5 separate regions of the Mus musculus genome follow, and all the other regions are linked to region 1. The links are chromatin contacts, called in public HiChIP or PLAC-seq and capture Hi-C maps. All regions are on one chromosome and are shown on one strand. Each heading gives the region's core, a stretch centred on a gene start, on an enhancer-like site or on the middle of the called end of the contact. The rest is flanking DNA. Distances are from core to core; before and after follow the strand shown.

Region 1 (3,767 bases), core at 384-2,883:
TGTGCAGTCTCCTAGAGTGTAATGATAGTCTTGTTGGTGTATCAGTTCACAGTCCAGACTGGCCTAGGACTCCTGTGTAACCTAAAGTGGCTCTGTCCCCCACATCCTCCTCCCGCATTCCCCAGGCGAGCAGCACAGCCCCTAACAACACAGCAGCACCAAGCCACTCAATCCCCAACTTGCTAACTAGCATCTGAAAGCTTCTAAATTGTTACTTTCAGCATTATTTCATATAAGTGGAATCTGAAGTAGGTCAGATTGTTTTTTTTTTTAATTTGTATTACTTGCGTATCTAAAATTATTTTAGATTGATACTGGTTTAGTCATTTGCTCTTGCAGAGTTATTTGTGACGAAAGCTCAGAGACTGAATGTTATTCTTTTAATGCTATGCTGTTACTACTCACTCTAACGTGCGTGCACTTTATGAGAATCTGGGAGTCATTCTAACACAGAGAATCCCTGCGGTAAGTTCTTTACCTACTCTGTTATGATGCAGTGTTTTAGCAAAGCTTCTTAATTATTTAAGTGTTATAGCAGGTGTTCAAACTTTCTTTAAAATGCTGAATATCTTAGAAAGTATTTTCTAATTTTGTATTATTATTTTACTTTAGAGCTTTTTTAAAGAGGGAATTGTAATTATATATTAAATAAAATTTGCTGTTAAATAGTATTCATGTTAAATTCCATAGGATCATTTCAGTGGACAATTTTAAAAGCTTCTTCAAGATTGAAGGTCTGTCAGTTCTTTGAAAAAGTAGTTTATCATTTCTCTACATTTTAATCTTACAGAAATGGCACATGTCAAAGCAGTTAAAGTAGGTAATTAACTCTCTACACTAATTTTAAAAATATCCTAGGCTAATTGTTGTACTGTCTTTACTTCTGTCAGATTGGAGTTTAATAAGAGTACCCATGCCCACTCCAGTTTGCTGTGCTGAATCAGATGTGCTGGGGCAGATATTTGATAGAGAAGCCTCGTAGCTGATTTCAGCATGGACCAAACACTGAGAGCTGCCTCCCAAGCACTGCTTGGTGCTCTGTCTTTGAGAAGCACTTGAAATGACGTTCTGGAATATATATATATATATTATCATTTACCTGGAGATTTTTAATCTGTTATTGAATTAAAAATACCACCAAATAAAAAGATGAATTCTGCATTTTCACTCACTATTTTGACTAACAATGAGATGGAGATATTAGGACATTGATTTCTTTGTTTCTTTTCTACTTGAGGCAGGTTTTATTATGTATCACTCTGTTCAGATTGGATTTATTAAATAGCCTAAGTGTGGAGTTCACAGTAATCGTGCTGCCTCAGACTCCTGCGTCCTGGCTTATAGCTGTGTACCACTCTCTACAGTAATCCCTCGAGACATGATGTAGTCTTCTTTTGCCTTCTTCAACCCCTGCCTCTGCTTATTGACAAAAGATTTGCTGTGTTTAAGGATTTATCATATAAACATAGTGCCTGCCAGGAAATGTACAAAGATAATTCTGTCCACTTGAAGAAAGGCGAGAAAGCCGAGATCAGTAGCTGTAAAATAAGCAGAAATGCTGGGTGGTGGCTCACAGGAAGTTCAAAAAGGAAGTGTGAGCAGTCGAGTAGTGGAGAGAGAAAGGGCCATTCATCGTTCACCTGGGTAGACAAAGAAAGTGACTGAGGGAAGTTACATGTGGCTGACTGAAGAGGAGCTAGGCAGAATGCAGAAAGTATCTAAAGAGAAAGAATGAGGTAACAGTCAGAAATGTGTAACCCAGCAGCCACGCTGACTTGCATGCACAGCCTGAATTCGCTGGGCCGCATTTATAGCCCGTGTGGTCACGTCCTACCGTAGTTGATGGCGGAAAGGCAGAAATTAGACTCCCAGGTTTGTAACGTGATTCCATACAGGTGACCTCAGGTGACTTACTTCAGAAAAGCAGTTCTTAGACTGCTGGGTCATATTCTCAAGAATTTGAGCTGTGGAATGCTGCAGTGTTAAGTAAGGTGTAAATGAAAAGGTCCTGCGGAATTGGCCAGAAAGTCAGTGAGAAAAGTCAAGAGTACTGGAGAAAGCTGGTGTTTTAAGAAAGGATTGCGTCTTAGACCAGTAAATTTGAAGACAAGGGGACACAGTTTCATACAATAGTATGGAAATGAGCCTGTGGAGGTCAGCCTTGTCAGGGCTTTATCTATCTTTGCATACATTGTATTCTGGTCAAGATTTTCCGGTCCCCCAGCTCCTCCCAGATCCTCTACACCTCCCCACCCATAGCCAACTCTGACCCTTTCTCTCTTTAAAAAACAAACAGGCAAACAAACGATTCTGTTCTTTCTGTGTTGGCCATAGGGCACGAGGCCTATCCTGAAGTGTGGCGAATATATCGAGCTATACTCCACTGGAAAAACTAATTTTTTCCTTCACAAGTAGATGTGGATAGCAGATTGCTTCTTGGTGAGGGGTGGGAGTCTAGATCTCTTTCCCTCTGTCCCCACCGGGACCCTGTCTGACTTTAACTTATGCAAGCTCTGGGTGTGCTACCACAGCCTTAGAATTCTTATGTGCCTCAGTCCTATTGTGTCTGGAGGATACTATTCCCTTGGAGTCCTCCATCCCCTCTGGCTCTTACAATCTTTCTGTCCTCTTCTACTTGGCTCTCCGAGCCTTAACAGGTGGGCTTGATGAAGACATCCCATTTAGGACTGTGGTCCAAAATCCCATTGTCCAGTTGTGGGTCTCTGTGTTAGTTTGCAGCTTCTTCAAGAAGCAGCTTCTCTGATTATGGCTGAGTGATATAAGATGCACTGATATATGGGGTGGTAGTAGAATGTTATTAGAAAGCATTTTATTGCTATGTTTCTTTAACAGAAACATATAATTTGGGTTTACCTTGGGCCCGTGGCCTGTCTAGTCTCAAGTTGTGTCAGGAATGAATTCCATCTTATGAAGTGGGTCTTAACTCAGTGGTTCACAGCTTTACCAATGCTATGATCCTTTAGTACAGTTCCTCACGTTGTAGTGACCCCCAATTATACAATTATTTTGTTGCTACTTCATTCAATTTTGCTACTGTTATGAATTATAGTCTGTGGTTTTTGATGGTCTTAGGCAACCCCTGTGAAAGGGTCATTTGACCCCAAAGAAGTTGCAGCTCACAAGATGAGAACTGTCTTAAATTCAGTCAGAGTAATTGGTTTCTCCTCACTCTGTGCCACAATTGCACTACCATACTGTGCAGGCAGGCTACTGCTGGAGATCAAAGGTTTTGCCTGTATTGGTCACCTTTCTCCTCAAGTATTGTGCAGAGTACCTTAAAACCTCTAGTCAGGTACCAGCTAGGCTTGTGTTCCAGGAGATCTGTGTTGTCTTCACCAATAAGGTCTTGCCATCCGTTTGTGGAAAGCAATCAATAGTCTTTGGCAATAGCTTGAATTGTTTGAGGGTCTCCATGGGGCCCTTTGGACAACACTGAATTAGGTGTGACCCAATCCTGGCACTGGAGGTTTCACTTGGTGGTGGAAAATGTCTAGCTGGAGCATTGTCTGCCCCACGTTGAGGGAGTGCTTTTAGATTTCTTTGACATAGGAATATATTTTAGAAGTTCCTACAGTAGTGGGTTTCCAAATGCCTCCAATGTTGGTTGTCCCTCACCATACTACCTTCTTGATCCTCTCCTCACGCCTTCCTGTTTAGCTCTCTACTTCAGTCATGTTCTGCCTCCTTCTCTTAATAGTGTTTTCTCGGGGCTGGCGAGATGGCTCAGTGGTTAAGAGCGCCGACTG
Region 2 (3,767 bases), core at 934-3,433, 400 kb after region 1:
GTCTTAGAAGGTGAAGGGTCTACTGGAAGTTGCATTGGCTCTCATGAATGGGATTAGTACCTGTGTGGAATGGCGCAGCTAAGGCCTGTTTCTGAGGACACAACTAGAAGCTGCAAGTCTTTCAAACAGAAGGTAGCTAAGGCGCTTTCATCTTGGACTTGTCTCCAGATAGACATAATAAACTCATTCTTGTTGTTTGTGAGTATTGCATGTGTGGAGTTTATTAAACCAGAGAACTAAGCATTGCCTGGCATCTGCTGTGGAAAGGCATGGTGCAGGGTATGAGCGCGGCATGGGTGAGTGCTCCTATGATTGACAGTTATGGAGGAGAAGGGAAGGGAGGGGGCTTTGAGAGTCTGTCTGTGCTTCCGTAGCAATATTACAGAAAGCATAAGCTATGCCGGACAGTAGTGTCTCAGTTCGGAAGCTGGAAGGTATGGCACCAACGGGTTTGCTATCTAGTTAAAGGCCTTATTTCTCTGTGCAGGACAGCACTGGCTTGCTCTGTTTTCCAGTGAAAGAGATATCCTCACATTAGTGGTAGGCACAGAGGATGTGTAGGATAGCTGGGTGAGTAAGGTGTACTTCAGGGTTAATCTGTATGGAGTTTTCTTTTGGTGTTTTGTCTTGCTGGTTTTTGGTCTTGATTTTTGGGGTTTTTTTTTGTGGTTGTTTGAGGAGGGGTGGGAAACTTAAAGAGCATGACATTAGGTGGGAAGGATCTAGGGGAGAGGAAACATGATCCAGGTATAGTGTAAGGAGAACTTTTGTTGTTCGTGTTTCTTTGATTGAAAATAGACCCTTTAACAAGGTACTTAGATTATAGTCCGGCCCCCCCCCCCCCCGTTCTTTCCTCCTTTTATCCAGATCCATAGCCTTTCTGTCTCTCAGAAAACAGCCATCTAAGGAATAGTAATAAAATACAGTAGAATAAATCAAACAAACAAGTCAAATATGACAAAACACAGGCATCCCATCAGAACCCAAACCAGAAGCCATAACAGTATTGGCAGAGGGTCTGTAAGTGTAAACAATGAAAGCCCTGCTTAAAACCTCCAGAGCGGCTCTTGAGTTGGGTTGTATTTCCCTCTACTGTCGGGGATAGGGCCTGCCCTTGAGAGTGCTTTCCCTGTGAAAAAACTGATTTTTCCTTCACAAGCAGCTATGAGTTGGAGCTAGCTTCTGGGTTAGGGATGGGGACGGGCTCTGTTCCTTCTCTTTCAGCTCTAGGACCCATCGGGTGCAGACCCATGCAGGCCCTGTGCACGCTGCCGCAGTCTCTGGGAGCTCATGTGCGTGCCAGCCCTGTTGTGTCTAGGTCTTGATTTCTTGATGCCCCCCACTCCCTCTGGCTCTTACACTCTTGCTGTCTCCTCTTCCTCGGTTCCCTGAGTTCTCAGGGCAGGGATTGGACGGAGGCATCTCATTTAGGGCTGAGTTCCAAAGACTCCCTCAGTGCCTAATGCCTGGCTGTGGCACTCTGTACTTGTTCTGTCTGGTGCCGGAGGAAGCTTCTCTGATGATGACTGAGCAGAGCACAGATTTAGGAGGAGTTGAGGGAGGGGAAAACATGATCAAAATATATATAAAATATTTAAGTAAAAATAGTGTCTTGTGTTTTGTTAATAAAGACGGGAGAGTAAGTGTTTAGACTACTAGCTGGATTGCCAAGAAGCAAGCACATTGTTAGGGAAGCCATGGCGAGAGGCGTGCGTGTGACCGTCCCTGAAGAGGCAATCCAGTTTCTCTGTCCTCTTGGCTATCTGCTTACCTTCTGTAGCTCCTGAAGACTACAGGCAGCTGTCGCTTCTTTGGCAGAGAGCACGTGGCAGCTCTGCGGTTCCTTGGAGGCATCAGTAGGCCTCAACTGCCCAAGTCTGTTTTTCACGTTTCCTTTCTGTCGTCATTTCCTCCCTTTCACCAGTGAACAGGCATCTATTGTGTGAGTGAGAGAGAGTTCCTGGAAAGAGCAGTACCTTCCACCACACCTTCTGCAAGCCTGTTAATTATTGGTGACCCTCAGTGATAGTGGAGAGGTTGGAACACTGCAGGTGCAGAGCCCAATAGTTTATTTGGAACTCTTTTTAGAAGCTCCCTAAGCAGCCATTCCTTGCCCATCTCTGTATCTGACCTCACGTCCTGTGTCTAGCAAGTGAAACATTTGGAATTTATTAGCTTGACTGACCACTAACTTTGATCATCCAGAAGGCTAAGAATGTGCTCAGCTGGAATCTGAAGCCAAGAGAAGGGGGTGGCCCGTTTTGTTGTAAGCTGCCTCTGTGATGGTCCTCTGGTGTATTTGAAAAGTGCATTTGATTGAAGACTTTCTTTCTTCTGTTACTAAGAGAATTTCACGAAAATGTTACCGTGTTGAAACATGGAATTTGGGGTAGCTTGAATCTGTGACCCCTGGTCATGGCACTCACATTTAGCTCCAGATAAGGATCTCTTACGAATTTTGAGGTGAGAGCTGTGTTTTGACAGTAAAGTATTATTCTGTGCTAGGAACTGCATTGACCTCTAGGAGTATAATGGGGAAAAAAACAACAACAACAACAACAACAAAACAAAAAACCACATCTCTGCCTTCACTTCACCAAGTTTCATTGTGTTCCATTTGGGACAGGGGGTAATACAAGCACACGTTTGTGTGCCATTGGAGAAGTAGGCCTGGCAGGTAGCCAGGGACAGCTCCTGAGGGGCCTGTAGACCCCGATGTTCAAATCTTCTTCCCAGTCGCTGAGATCAAATCCTCCAATAAAAGCAGCCTAGGGGAGAAGGGGCTTATGTTAGCTCCACTCCATTGCAGAGGGGTCAGGTTAAGGGTGGACCTTCCAACCTCAGTTTCTTCCACCTCAATTAACTTAAAGACAATACCACACAGGCATGTCCCCAGACCAACCTAAGCTAGACCTCACTCTGCACTCTTTCCTGGTGATTCTGGACGTTATCACATCCACAGAAAAGCTAACCCTCCCACCTGCCTAGGGACATTAACATTTACTCTGTATGATAGAGCCGTGTGGGTTACTGCAGGAAGCGAATAAATTATGTTGATTTTATCAATGGCTTACAGAGAGTCCAGCTCCTCCAGTGCTGAGTAGAAGTGGCTCCTGTGTAGAGGTCCCAGGGCTGCTTAGCTGCAACGCCAGGCATCTGCTGGACAACAGCACAAGGCACACTGGATCTGCTCATCTAATGGAAGGAAAGGAAGTGTGCATTCATAGATATTATTCACTATTTTATATTCCTTATTGTCACTTTCAATAATAAAAATATGTTCCTGTGTTTGGGGAGGGAAATTTATACTAAAGGAAGCTACTTTAAATCAATTTTTGGAAACTATCTTTGGGGGAAAGCTGGAAATGAGAGAAGAGATGTACAACTCGTGCTCTACAGATTGATGCTGGGTTATTTGTGAAGTTAAGGGAGCCAGGGTAGCAGAAGCACGGGTCTTCATGGGGTGCGGGACCTGGGGAAAGCATTGAAACAGATTTTCCGTGAGTACAGGGCTAGTGCTTGTAGAGAGTGGATGTGGGGTTGCAAGGCCTCCCGCAGGAGATGGAGCAATGAGGGTGGCTTCCTCAGTGAGAGGACATGGAGGTTCATGGGTCCAGCTTATTTCATCAACATTTTAATGTTTCATGCAGCACAGAATGACCAACTAGTCTGTCGCATAGGCGTTGAGTCACACGGAGCTCAGTATGGTTTTAAACATAAAAGTCTTTCTTTTTCAGGGATATTATGATAACACACTTTGAGCCTTC
Region 3 (3,767 bases), core at 528-3,027, 380 kb after region 1:
CTATTTATACAAATTATAGTTACAGATTCATATAGCTAACACATTAAGTAGTTAAAAAATTCTTGGGTAACCTTTAAAACCATATTATGAAGCCAATAATGACAGATTTTTCAAAAGTGGTAAGGAATAAGAATTTTTTTTAAAAAAAGAATTTTCTGTGAATTACCTTTTATTTCTTCATAAATATCTACTTCTTATATGCTAGTTATTTTTCTAGAGCTTTATATAATTGTAAACTTGTCACAAAGCATTAAAAAGTTTCAATAATGCAATTAAAAATTGGTGATCTCTGCCTGGAGAGATGGTTCAGTAGTTAAAGGCACTGGCTGTTCCTCCTGGGAACCTGGGTTTGATTCCCAGCACAACTATCTGAAACTCCAGTTCCAGTGTATCTGGCACCCCTTTCTGACCTCTGCAGGAACCAGGCGGTGTGTGGTGCTCATACATAAAATAATAATTAAAAAAAATGACCATCAGCAATCAATCCATATTTAACGTGATGATGCAGCCTCTAATTGTTAAAAAAAAAAAAGTTATTTAGTGGAAATTTTCATATACTCCAAATTTGTGGACGTTGGATGAAGCTAGTACCAAGCTAAGTGTCACACATAGTAGCTCTGATAAAGCAAGCAACCAAATCTAATGTATGATTATAAAGAAAGCTGCTGGGTAGTGGTGACACATGCCCTTAATAGGACCCAGGAGGCACTAGCAGGCGAATCTCTGAGTTTGAGTCTAGCCTGACAGAATGAGTTCAAGGACAGCTACAGAGAGAAAACCTCTTACCAACCAAAAACAAACAAACAATAACAAAAAGAAAGCCATATCTTTGCTTATTTCAACAATTTGCACATGTTGCTATCTGAGCTGACCTGGTGGCTAGATTCAAGCTACCTTAAGGGTAGAGTAAGTGATACAGGCAAGATCTGAGGAAGTCCGAAAGTAAGTTACACGGACAGATTTTTTTTTCTAATTCTCGACCAGACTAGTGTAAGTAAAATAAATGCTAATGAACTGACACACTAGTTAAGTATTCACTGGGCACTTTCTTCTATAGAATGGCAATATTCACGGGTTGAGGGCCTTGAAGAAGTCTCTCTCCTGTGGTATCTCCCAATTGAGTTTCTTCTTTCGTTGCATTCACTAATGCTTTTGCTACCTACATTATTAAATTCTCCCCGAAAAGGATTTGCTGAGCAGGTAATCAAATCTTGTTCCCCCAAAAGGGAACTGTTTAATTTCAATGATCAATGAAATTGACATGGAGAATTTAATTGGAAGGAGATTCTACATCTTGACGAAGCCATCTTTCCAGTGCCCTCAGATACTCAAGCGGTTTTCAGGACTTCCATGCCTACAACTCCCGGGAAGCACAAGATCGAAAACGCGGCACTCTACACTTAAGGAACAAGTCCCAGAATCCCACCGGGACTCCAAATCCCAGAATCCCGCGCAGCAAATACATTCCGGAAGCGTGGCGGGCTAGCTGGGACGAGACTAAATAGAAGAAATAGGGGAAGCAACCTTGAGCGTGGGTGCTCTGTAGGTTGTTTTGTAGAAATCCTTCCATTTAAAGGCGTGGTTTACAATTACTTATATTAATATCCAAGTATATTCCCATTTCAGAGCGTCTGTTAGTAGGCTGGTGGGTTCTGTTCCCTCTGCTAGCCTCTTCTCCCCCCCGTGAGGATGAGAGCGCCGGGGCTCCGCGACTCCTGAGCCCGCCCTGCCGCGGAATGCGGCCTTGGGAGCGAGCGTGGTGGGAGGAGCCGCGGCGGGAGGCGTGTTGTGCCGGGCGGAGGGAGGAGCGCTGGGGCTCGGGCTTGGCGGCGAAGCGACCCCTTGCTCGCTCCGCGCCGCGGGCTAGGCGTGTTGGTCGGCGAGGCGGGCGGCCACGGCTTCCCGACAGGCTCGGGAGGCCGAGACCCTCGCGGCGCCCGGCGCTGCCCCGGCCCCCTCGGCCTCCTGCGGCGAGGCGGGGGAGTGAGGAGATGCCGACCCAGAGGGACAGCAGCACCATGTCCCACACGGTCGCGTGCGGCGGCGGCGGGGACCATTCCCACCAGGTCCGGGTGAAAGCCTACTACCGCGGGTGAGTGTTGGCGGTCAGGGACCCGAGCGATCGTGGGGGCGGCGAGAGGTGCGGTTGGTGGCACCCTGGACGTATGAGTGTAGGTCGCCAGGAGTCGGCGGAGGAGAGTGGGCGCAACCGGAGGGGAGGACAAATCAGCTGACGGAGAAATTTGCAACTGTTTCGGGACTGGGTGGATTGAAGATTTCGAGGGAAGCCTCTGTTCACTCACTACTGTGGGCACGCAAGCCTGGACTGCTTCGTTAGGTGGCTCCTTTCATTGCAGACAGGCCTGAAGCCTCCGTCTTATAAATCAGGTTTACATCTATCCTTCGCCGTGGGAGAGTTCATGAAATAAGTCTGGACTATGGTCAGAGAGCCGCTATAGGTGTTAGAGTTAGTACCAAAGTCGATACTTTTTAATAGGATGTGCACTGGATCCTGGGTGGTCAGAATTAAGGTGCAAATGTGCTGACCCACATTTTGGAAGTTAGGGTGAGCTATCGAAAGGTGAGAAGCCAAGGCTTTAAATTCTAGAAACGATCTTTACCCCACTTGATTACCAAACGTTTAAACTAATGTCTCTGCCAAAAGTAATCCAGTTCTGAGCATAGCCCAAATCATTTTCTATCGTGACTTATCATAAAGTTCTTCCTCTCCTTTGACTTCAGTGTGTGGTTTGAGATAATTTAGGATCTCTGCTGAGGTGAAAGGCCAGCGTGAGCATAAAGACTGGAGAGCAGGGATTAACAGAAGACCTCTCTGCTTGTCTAGGCAGAAATAAATTGCTTTTAAAAGCTTCAAGTGCTACAAGGTTAAAAGAGCTGTGCGTGCTTTCACATTCCTGAGGGGATCAGTGAAGATAGCAGACCTTCCCGGTTCTTTCTTGTTTTCCTTTCAAGAGAACTGAAGCTGCACATGTCTTAATGTGTACATGTAAGGCCTTAGATTTGTGTGTTATCTTCCAGCCTCTGACATTGACTGATTTGGGACTAATTCGTAGAATTTGCAGTAGACAATGTTCTTTTCACTTAAAACAGAGAAAATGAGGTTAAAATAGTCTCCGCAAACGCACTAATTTTTTTTTTTTTTGAAATTTTTAAAAAGTTGGTAGTTGTCATAATAATTGCTTTAGGCATTTTGGTTCATGGTCAGCCATGAACAAACTTTGCAAGATTGGAAGAGCCACAGCCCATCCTTCCGAGGACAAACACACAACTTTCTGATAATTTGAGAGACATTTGTTTTAGAGCAGTGGTTCTCAATGCTGCAACTGTTTAATACTCTTCCTCATGTTGTGGTGACCCCAATTTATTTTGCTACTACCTGTAACTGTAATTTTTCTACTGTTATGAATGTAACATGAATATCTGTGTTTTCGGATGCTCTTAGACCCCTCCCAAAGGGATCTAGATCTACGGATTGAGAAACGTTGCTTTTGAGTAGGTTCCACTTATAAAGTTAGCAGCCTGTGGCGTATTAGGTGTAGAGGAGGAAATGCCGTGGATTCTAAAGAAGCTGTCTAGTTGACAGGTTTACAGACGAGAGTTCAGTGTAAATGCGTGTGCTTGGTAAGAGAGTGCATATTGTGTACATGTGTCAGTAGCACTGTGGCTTTTCACCCTCCAGTCTCCAAAGGCTCTGTTGTGGGTAACTTCTTCTGCAGCTTGCATTTACTGTTTTAAAGGTTGTACTT
Region 4 (3,767 bases), core at 794-3,293, 310 kb after region 1:
ACAACTTCTAAGGAGACATCGTCTGAGTGCAGACATCTCAAGGGCAACTAGTCCATCTTGATGGCAGGGTCCCACAAGTTCATGCTCCCAGGCCCAGGAACCCACTCCTCACCTGACTGGTGAAAACTCCCTTGCTCAACCTCTCATATCAAAATGTGATTGGACAATACTTCAGCCCACCCTGCTCCCCCTTGCTTTATTAACGCGTCATGCTTTAATCCTTTAAGTATGCTGTGCAGCACTTCTACAGGTCGTAGTTTAGCTCCTGAGTCTGTTCTGTGGCCAATTTTTTGTCAACTTCATTGAGCTTGCATTTGAGTTATGTTGGGTTTATGTTGGATTAAAGCAAACCCCACACACTACAGAACTAGAAAATTTCACCCTGAGTAACCTAGACCCAGAGAGATAAACATGGTATGTACCATAAGTGGACATTAGCTGTAAAATAAAGGATAATCATGCTATAATGCAACAACCCAGGGAGGTTAAATACCAAGGAACGAGTAGCACATACACCTAGGACAGAACCAAACAAGTCTGGGAAAAAAGAATGTCAATAAAATGATCCCTAATAATAGTCCTAGGAAAAAGGAGGCTAGCATGCTTCATCCAGCAACTGACGGAAACAGGAAACTGACGGAAACCCACAGCCAAATGTTAGGTGGGAGCTCAGAAGTCTGTGGAAGAGAGGGATGAAGGATTGCAGGACCCAGAGGGGTCAAAACACACACACACACACACACACACACACAATCAACTAACCTGGTCCCATAAGTGTTCACAGAGACTGAACTGACTCAAGGAGCTTACGGGTCTGACCTAGGTCCTCTGCATGTGTTAGTTGTGTAGCCTGGTCTTCTTGTGGGACTCCTAACAGTGGGAGCAGGGGCTGTCTTTGACTCTTTTGCCAGTTTTTGGAACTCTTTTCCTCCTGCTGGATTACCTAGTCTAGTCTTTTTTATTTTTTTAAGGTTTATTTATTATTATATCTATGTACACTGTAGCTGTCTTCAGATGCACCAGAAGAGGGTGTTAGATCTCATTACAGATGGTTGTGAGCTACCATATGGCTGCTGGGATTTGAACTCAGGACCTTCAGAAGAGCAGTCGGTGCTTTTAACCACTGAGCCATCTCTCCAGCCCCCTAGTCTAGTCTTTATACAAGGTGATGTGCTCAGTTTTACTGCAATTTGATATGCTACGTTTGTTTGATATCCCTGGGAGGACTGGCTGCTCTTTTCTGAAGGGAAACAGAGGAGTGGATAGAGGTGGAGGACTGGGAGGAGAAGAGTTGGGGAAACTGTGGTCAGGATGTAAAATAGGAAAGAAAAATAAACAAACAAACAAACAAGTAGAAGAAAAAGTGAAGCTGTAATTGATATTACAATGGTGACAATCAGTAATAGCTATGGCTAGTAAATCTAGATACATTAACATATTTAATTCTGACACATCATAAAAGCATCCCCATCAGACAGGCAAGCAGAGTTAAGATCAGAAACGGCTAGTACAAAATGTCTCAGGCCAAGCAGAGGTGGTACACATCTTTAAACACAGCACTCAGGAGGCAGAGGCAGGTGGATCTCTATAAGTTAAAATCCATCCTGGTCTACAGAGAAAGTTCTAGGACATCCAGGGCCACACAGAGAAACCCTGTCATGAAAAACCAAAGGGGGTGAAAAAGTCTCAGAACCTGTACAGAGAAATACATTAAAAGATTAGACAGCTAAAATTCTACATTTAAAAACAAGTCCATCTTTAAACTTAAAATTACAAGCATTTTCTTAGAGAACAATAGTAGAACATTGTTTTAAGACAGTGTTGTGTAACTAAAAATAATTTTAAAAACACAAATAAGCTTCTGACTTACAGGAAACGGCTCCAGCCCCTCCTGAATCACAAAGCCTTCTATAACGTGGGTCAAAATCTGTGGTTTCACAATAGCCTGTGGAGGCTTGTTTTCCAGGCTGGGAGTGCTGCTGGCCAGAGAAGTGCTGCTGCTCCTGGTGGAGGCAGCAGGGATTAAGAGGGGAGGTGCAGGAGCAGAGGCATGGGTGGGGTCTGATGGAGACTTGATCACGGAAGCACTGACTGAGGCCACAGCAGGCAACTCCACTTGCTCTGAAAGAAAGGGGATTTCCTGGTTAGCCATGTGCCCTACAGAGATGAAAGGGCTTAGGAGTGAGCACATCTACTGCTCTCCAAGAACATCGCACTGCTGTCTCATTCAATCCATACAACATCCCCACTCTATAGACTACACTAATATGCTCAAAATTAGCACCTAATATTTTATTCTTATTTTCCCCATAGAACCTGCAAATGCCCTAAATATCATCTCAAGAAAAACTACAAAAGTTGTCAATTGAGTTTCTATCTGCTTTTAAGCTACATAGATAATAAATATCTTACTTTCCTGTCTATTCCACATGATTCAGATGGCTATATATTCACTTAAAAAATTCAAAAGGACCCCCAAGTCCATAGAAGTAGGAACTTCAGTGATTTGGGCAGGTTACGGCTGCAGCCTCAGAGCAGGGGCTCTTGTGAATCCTCTCAGAAGCTGCTGCTTTCAGCTCCTGTGTTGTGAATCCTCTCAGAGGCTGCTGCTTTCAGCTCCTGTGTTGTGAATCCTCTCAGAGGCTGCTGCTTTCAGCTCCTGTGTTGTGAATCCTCTCAGAGGCTGCTGCTTTCAGCTCCTGTGTTGCTGTGTGTTGACTAGGGAAACGCTGCATGAGCACATAGCAGGCCCAAGTAGACTTGGCTGAAAATGTCTATTGAGAAGGAGTCACTACTCACAGTAGCATCCACCCTTGACTGTAGCGCTAACGCAGAGAGGTGGAACAGCTAATATGTAGGCTTTTAGTGAGAGCAGAACTCGGAAGAAAGAAGGCATGCGTACAAAAGTCACTTGCCGACCACTGGTGTCATGGCCAGTGCTTTCATGTTGCACCTCACTTAATGCTGAGATTAGAGGCACTGCCATCATGCCTGGGGCTTTCTATATGGTGCTAGGGACTGAAACCAAGGCTCTGTGCATGCTCAGCAAGTACTCAGCCCCTAACATAATCTCCTGCTAGTCTGATTTATACTGTGTGTGTGTGTGTGTGTGTGTGTGTGTGTGTGTGTGTGTGTGTGTGTGTGTGTATACAAGCACATACATGAAAGCATGTGTGAAGGTCAGAGGACAACCCTGGATGTGGATCTCTGATTCTACTTATTTTTAGACAGAGTGTTTTTGTTATTTGCTGATATACACATGAGGCTACCTGGCCCTCCCTCGAGTTTCTGGATATTCTCCTGTCTCCTCTAACTATGGGAACACTGGGATTATAGGTATGTGCTGCTGTGCCTAGCTTTATGTGGACTCTGGGGATTTGAACTCAGGTCCTCATACTTGAGCAACAAGTGCTTTACACACTGGGCCATCTCCCCAGTCTCTTATTCTAATTTTTAAATAAGAAATAGCTAAAACAGGAATGTGAGTTGGCACATGAAACACATCTGTATTAGCCAATAATAATTATAATGCTTGAAACATCACGTTTTCTTTGGGTGGTAGTAAAGGTTTTATAAACCAATAACTTTACACTGCTGTTAAAGAATTTTCCAAGAAAACAAGAATTTTTATTTTTTAATAAGACAATATTCTTCATACATTTTAAATTTTTAAATATAATCTATCTTTTGCTATAGTTAACAACAGTAATGGTTAGTTTAATGCTATCTCTAATGGAAAAAAATTTTATTACTGACATCTATCAAAT
Region 5 (3,767 bases), core at 470-2,969, 270 kb after region 1:
GTTCAGTTTCTCATTGTTACTGCCACCCTCCCACCAAAACAGCCAGTGTGCCTCCTTAATTGTTCTGTTTGGTTTGCCAGCAGCCCATGCTGTATAGTCTTACTGGCTCCACTTCCTAAGCATCACGCGTGCTCCTGTGCATCACTGTAACCTGTCCCCTCCTGCCGAGCATCACTTGTGCCCTGGCTCCTGAGTGTCAAGTGTGATTCACAGTGCTCTGGCTCCACCTCCTGAGTGTCACCTGTGAGCCACTGAGCCCAGCTCTGTTGCTGGTTCTTATTCTGCTCTTTATTATGTCCTTCCTTCAACCTCTTTTAGGTCTAAGTCACTCCCTTTTCTTGGAGTTTAAATTTCCATCACTGAATTGAGATATTCTTTTCCTATATGAACAATTATATTCAAGTCAGAAGAAAACCTAAAATGTTCCAGAATCCCAAAATTAAAACCAAATAATAATTTTAACCAATTTCCGTAGATTTCTATTGTTGCTTCCCACGGTTATGGTTTCTTCTGCAGCGTTTCTGGTGCGAAGTAAAACATGTGAGGTTAAAACATTTCAAAGGACACAGAGAATACTGAGGAACTGTACTAGTCAGGATGGGCTGGCTCTACTGGGTCATCCCTGAACCCCAGTGGCTTAATGCAGCAAAGATTTGCTCATACCATGCGTCAATTCTGCCTCCTCAATGTCTGTGCTCAAGCCACTCAGGGACCCGTGTTGACAGAGCAGCCATCGTCAAGTGTATCCTATAGCATGTGTTGTAGGGAAGAGAACACCGAAGAGCATCTCCACATGGTAACCTAACAGCAGGAGTCAAGGATCTAGTATTAGTGTGTGTGTGTGTGTGTGTGTGTGTGTGTGTGTGTGTGTGTGTGTTCATACATAAGGTGTCTAATGTGTATGTATGTGTGGGAGGATATGTATATGTAGGTGTGTTTGTGGTGATTGTGTGTATGTATATGGGATGTATATGTGCATGTATGGTGTGTGTGTGTATGTACACATGTGTGTATTGTAGGGTAATCTGAGGAAATGATATTGGTATCAACGAGCAATGTGGGCTATTGAAAGACTAAATAAAATGGGTAATTTTCGTTGTGTGTATTTCTGGAATTTCAGTTTTGTACCTTATCAGTTATTTATAACAAGTTTCAAACACTATTTGTCTATCGTACAAGGACTTCATCTTACAAGGGTTTCCAAAACAAACAGCATGTTTTGGAAGACAGGTTGTCTTAACCAACAGCTAACGTCAGTCTCCCACAGGTAATAGCAGAGACAGAATTCCTCACATTTGGATTGTGCCTGTGTTGAAAGGCTCTTTCATGTATAGCTAGGGCCCCTTCATCTCCACTTGTGATTTGGGCCATAATTATGTGCTGCTATATGTTTAGAATTGATCTTAGGACTAAAGCTATGTGCAGTCTTGACAAGGCTTAGTATCATGTTCTGTAGTATTATTTAATCAACTCCAGTGCAGGGTTGCTTCACACCTCAATGGTTTTTGTTCCTAAGTGAAAGGCACACACAGCCTTTATATTTAATATGCCTTAAGCAGCACACTAGCTGGGCGACTGCCTAGCCTCCATGCTGCTAGAGTCTCAAGGCCAGGAACCCTAAACCCTGCCTCTCTCTCCTCCCCAGCTATTGGCTGCTGGCATCTTTATCTATCAAGCAGAACCAACTTGGGGCAGGCTCCCAGAAGCTATGGGCAGACCCTCTCCTGCAAACTAATTTGGGGGACACAAATTAGCATTAGAATACTGGCAGCTCCATTGTTCTTCACAGGCTCTTTCCATGACAAACAGTGGTCCTACTGACTCATTTCCTGCACTTGAAGTTACCCCTTTTACTCTCTAAGTCTTAATGAATGTACAGAAAAGTTTCCAGAAGCTTTGTGGTAGGTGTTATATCTAGGCAGAGTAAATGCAGATAAAAGTTTAGCTGTCTGATAATAAGCTAGACAGCAAAGTACCTGTGAAACACTGTAAATTTGCTCAATTTCTTGTGTTTGGGGAAATACAGTGATTTTTACTTAAAATATTATTTAGCACACAAGTATCAGGGGATTAAACCAAATAGAACTACAGGTTTAGACACTGGGAAGGTGTTTCCAACTCTTCATCGTCTCCGGTGGTGGACTGTCATTAGCACAGTCCTCCTCGATGCTTCTCAGAGAATCTGAGATGGTAAGTCGTTGGGTTGGCTCTGGTCCCAAAGGCTTGTTTTCTTTGCAGGGACGCATACGTAGGTGCTGTTTTCTTTTCTTTTCTTTTTTTTAAATTTTTTTATTAGGTATTTTCCTCAATTACATTTCCAATGCTATCCCCAAAGTCCCCCATACCCACCCCCGACTCCCCTACCCACCCACTCCCCCTTTTTGGCCCTGGCGTTCCCCTGTACTGGGGCATATAAAGTTTGCAAGTCCAGTGGGTCTCTCTTTCCAGCTGTTTTCTAAATGGCAACCCTCGCTTCCTTTCACAGAGGTCACACACTCGTCTTGGTGTAGTAAAGCGACACTCGAGGATCTGACAGTGATGCCACTGAAGGCTGTAAAATGAAAATAAGCTCAAGTCAAGAGAGAGTAAGTATAACTAGCCGTTAAGACAAAGATGGCCAGTGTGGTGGCGCACACCTTTAATCACAGCACTCAGGAGTCAGAGGCAGCTGAATCTCTGAGTTCTGGGACAACCAGGGCTACATGGTGAGACCCTGTCTCAAAAATAACAACAAGATATAGATAAGAAAGCACAGAACGGGTCTGTCCATGCTCCCACGTTGGACCAGATCTCAAAGCAAATGTCAAAGAGATGAGTGTCTATAAAGGCCTTTCATGGTGTGCTGTTGCACCTGAGACACATGGATACAGCTAAGGATATTATTATTATTATTATTATTATTATTATTATTATTATTATCATTATTATTATTATCATTTACATGTCTGAATCTCTGCAGATCTGGACAGGTAGATTATGATTTCACCTCGGCTGGGAGCCTATTTAAAGGAGAATATATTGGAATTTTGAATACTTATCGTGGATTGTGGGAGAAGGGGCTACATATATAAAGTCCTCTAAGAAATGTCTCATCTTAGAAGTCCTGATTTCTATAGCCATATTCAGGAACCACTATAAGATGACCCCAAATCTCATTTCTTGTATGGTCTCTCTAACTGCTCTTCCTGCCTCCAGTTGCGTATCTTCCCTGGGTCTGCATGTTCTTCCCGTTGTATGATTCTTCCACTTAAAGTCTGCTTTGGCTCGTCTCCTTCCATCCCCTTTCCAAGCAAGTTCTCTGTGAACCAATCCTTTCTTCATCTTTCTGACCCGCTGGGAAACACCAGGTCCTCCAAATATTAGCCTGCTCTTTCTGGCCTTCCTGCTGCTTTCCCATGTGAGGGAGGAGCCAAATGGCACTGGGGGTTGGGGGCACACCTTCAGGGCTGCTTCTTAGCTTTGCTAATTCCATTCTGGATAGATGAGACGATGGAAGCAATGGAATCGTTGAAGACCAAGCATGGCATTCATTCTCTTGCTTCTTTTACTCCAGATGTATACTTTAAAAGCTGGATTTAAAAATAAAACAAAACGCTAGTTTTCATTTATTTTGGGAGGGGCCATAGCCTATGTATGGAGGTCAGAGGACATCCAGAAAGTCAGTTTTCTCTTGCCACCACACAGGATTGTAGGTTCCACTCAGGTCATCAAGTGTCAGCAGACACCTTTATCTACTGAACCATCTCAGTAGCCCTGGGTTTTTATGA

The links. HiChIP or PLAC-seq counts read pairs in DNA pulled down with a chosen protein or histone mark. Capture Hi-C pulls out chosen DNA fragments and counts their contacts.
Region 2: an H3K27ac HiChIP or PLAC-seq map of embryonic stem cells shows a contact between it and region 1, with 2.9 times the contacts expected there. The contact joins two enhancer-like sites. A contact is called at or near these places in 1 of 15 datasets of contacts at CTCF or cohesin (the NIH/3T3 cell line), 2 of 115 datasets of contacts at active chromatin or transcription factors (embryonic stem cells and epiblast stem cells) and 1 of 9 other capture datasets (liver).
Region 3: an H3K27ac HiChIP or PLAC-seq map of embryonic stem cells shows a contact between it and region 1, with 2.2 times the contacts expected there. The contact joins the promoter of Prkci here to the enhancer-like site in region 1. A contact is called at or near these places in 5 of 39 promoter capture datasets (the C10 cell line, the HPC-7 cell line, cranial neural crest and 2 more), 1 of 15 datasets of contacts at CTCF or cohesin (the NIH/3T3 cell line), 4 of 115 datasets of contacts at active chromatin or transcription factors (bone marrow-derived macrophages, embryonic stem cells, extraembryonic endoderm stem cells and 1 more) and 2 of 9 other capture datasets (adipose tissue and liver).
Region 4: an H3K27ac HiChIP or PLAC-seq map of embryonic stem cells shows a contact between it and region 1, with 3 times the contacts expected there. The contact joins two enhancer-like sites. A contact is called at or near these places in 4 of 484 Hi-C or Micro-C datasets (cortical neurons, nephron progenitors and ventricular fibroblasts), 1 of 115 datasets of contacts at active chromatin or transcription factors (embryonic stem cells) and 3 of 9 other capture datasets (adipose tissue, embryonic stem cells and liver).
Region 5: a contact with region 1 is called in a capture Hi-C map of embryonic stem cells, with 2.3 times the contacts expected there. The contact joins two enhancer-like sites. A contact is called at or near these places in 2 of 484 Hi-C or Micro-C datasets (cortical neurons and myocytes), 1 of 115 datasets of contacts at active chromatin or transcription factors (embryonic stem cells) and 2 of 9 other capture datasets (adipose tissue and embryonic stem cells).

What each region holds. Positions count from the first base shown.
Region 1 is chr3:30,618,713-30,622,479 of GRCm38.p6, forward strand. It overlaps Mynn (myoneurin), which reads left to right. Exons shown (of 8, transcript NM_030557.3): 8 at 1-1,161. Among named protein-coding and RNA genes, the nearest start is that of Mynn, 19 kb to the left of the region's middle. Within about 2 kb of position 1,634, at least 31 of the 459 cell types and tissues checked have an H3K27ac peak or open chromatin away from gene starts, as enhancers often do. A contact at or near this core is called in the HPC-7 cell line and embryonic stem cells, where this site is marked.
Region 2 is chr3:31,014,813-31,018,579 of GRCm38.p6, forward strand. Prkci (protein kinase C, iota) reads left to right here. Exons shown (of 18, transcript NM_008857.3): 2 at 3,738-3,767. Among named protein-coding and RNA genes, the nearest start is that of Prkci, 21 kb to the left of the region's middle. Within about 2 kb of position 2,184, at least 87 of the 459 cell types and tissues checked have an H3K27ac peak or open chromatin away from gene starts, as enhancers often do. A contact at or near this core is called in embryonic stem cells, where this site is marked.
Region 3 is chr3:30,993,994-30,997,760 of GRCm38.p6, forward strand. It overlaps Prkci (protein kinase C, iota), which reads left to right and starts at 1,778. Exons shown (of 18, transcript NM_008857.3): 1 at 1,778-2,092. The coding sequence starts at 1,992.
Region 4 is chr3:30,927,943-30,931,709 of GRCm38.p6, forward strand. Phc3 (polyhomeotic 3) reads right to left here. Exons shown (of 15, transcript NM_001165954.1): 10 at 1,871-2,121. Among named protein-coding and RNA genes, the nearest start is that of Phc3, 40 kb to the right of the region's middle. Within about 2 kb of position 2,044, at least 38 of the 459 cell types and tissues checked have an H3K27ac peak or open chromatin away from gene starts, as enhancers often do. A contact at or near this core is called in embryonic stem cells, where this site is marked.
Region 5 is chr3:30,887,457-30,891,223 of GRCm38.p6, forward strand. It overlaps Gpr160 (G protein-coupled receptor 160), which reads left to right. Exons shown (of 4, transcript NM_001134385.2): 3 at 2,486-2,585. Among named protein-coding and RNA genes, the nearest start is that of Gpr160, 33 kb to the left of the region's middle. Within about 2 kb of position 1,720, at least 5 of the 459 cell types and tissues checked have an H3K27ac peak or open chromatin away from gene starts, as enhancers often do. A contact at or near this core is called in embryonic stem cells, where this site is marked.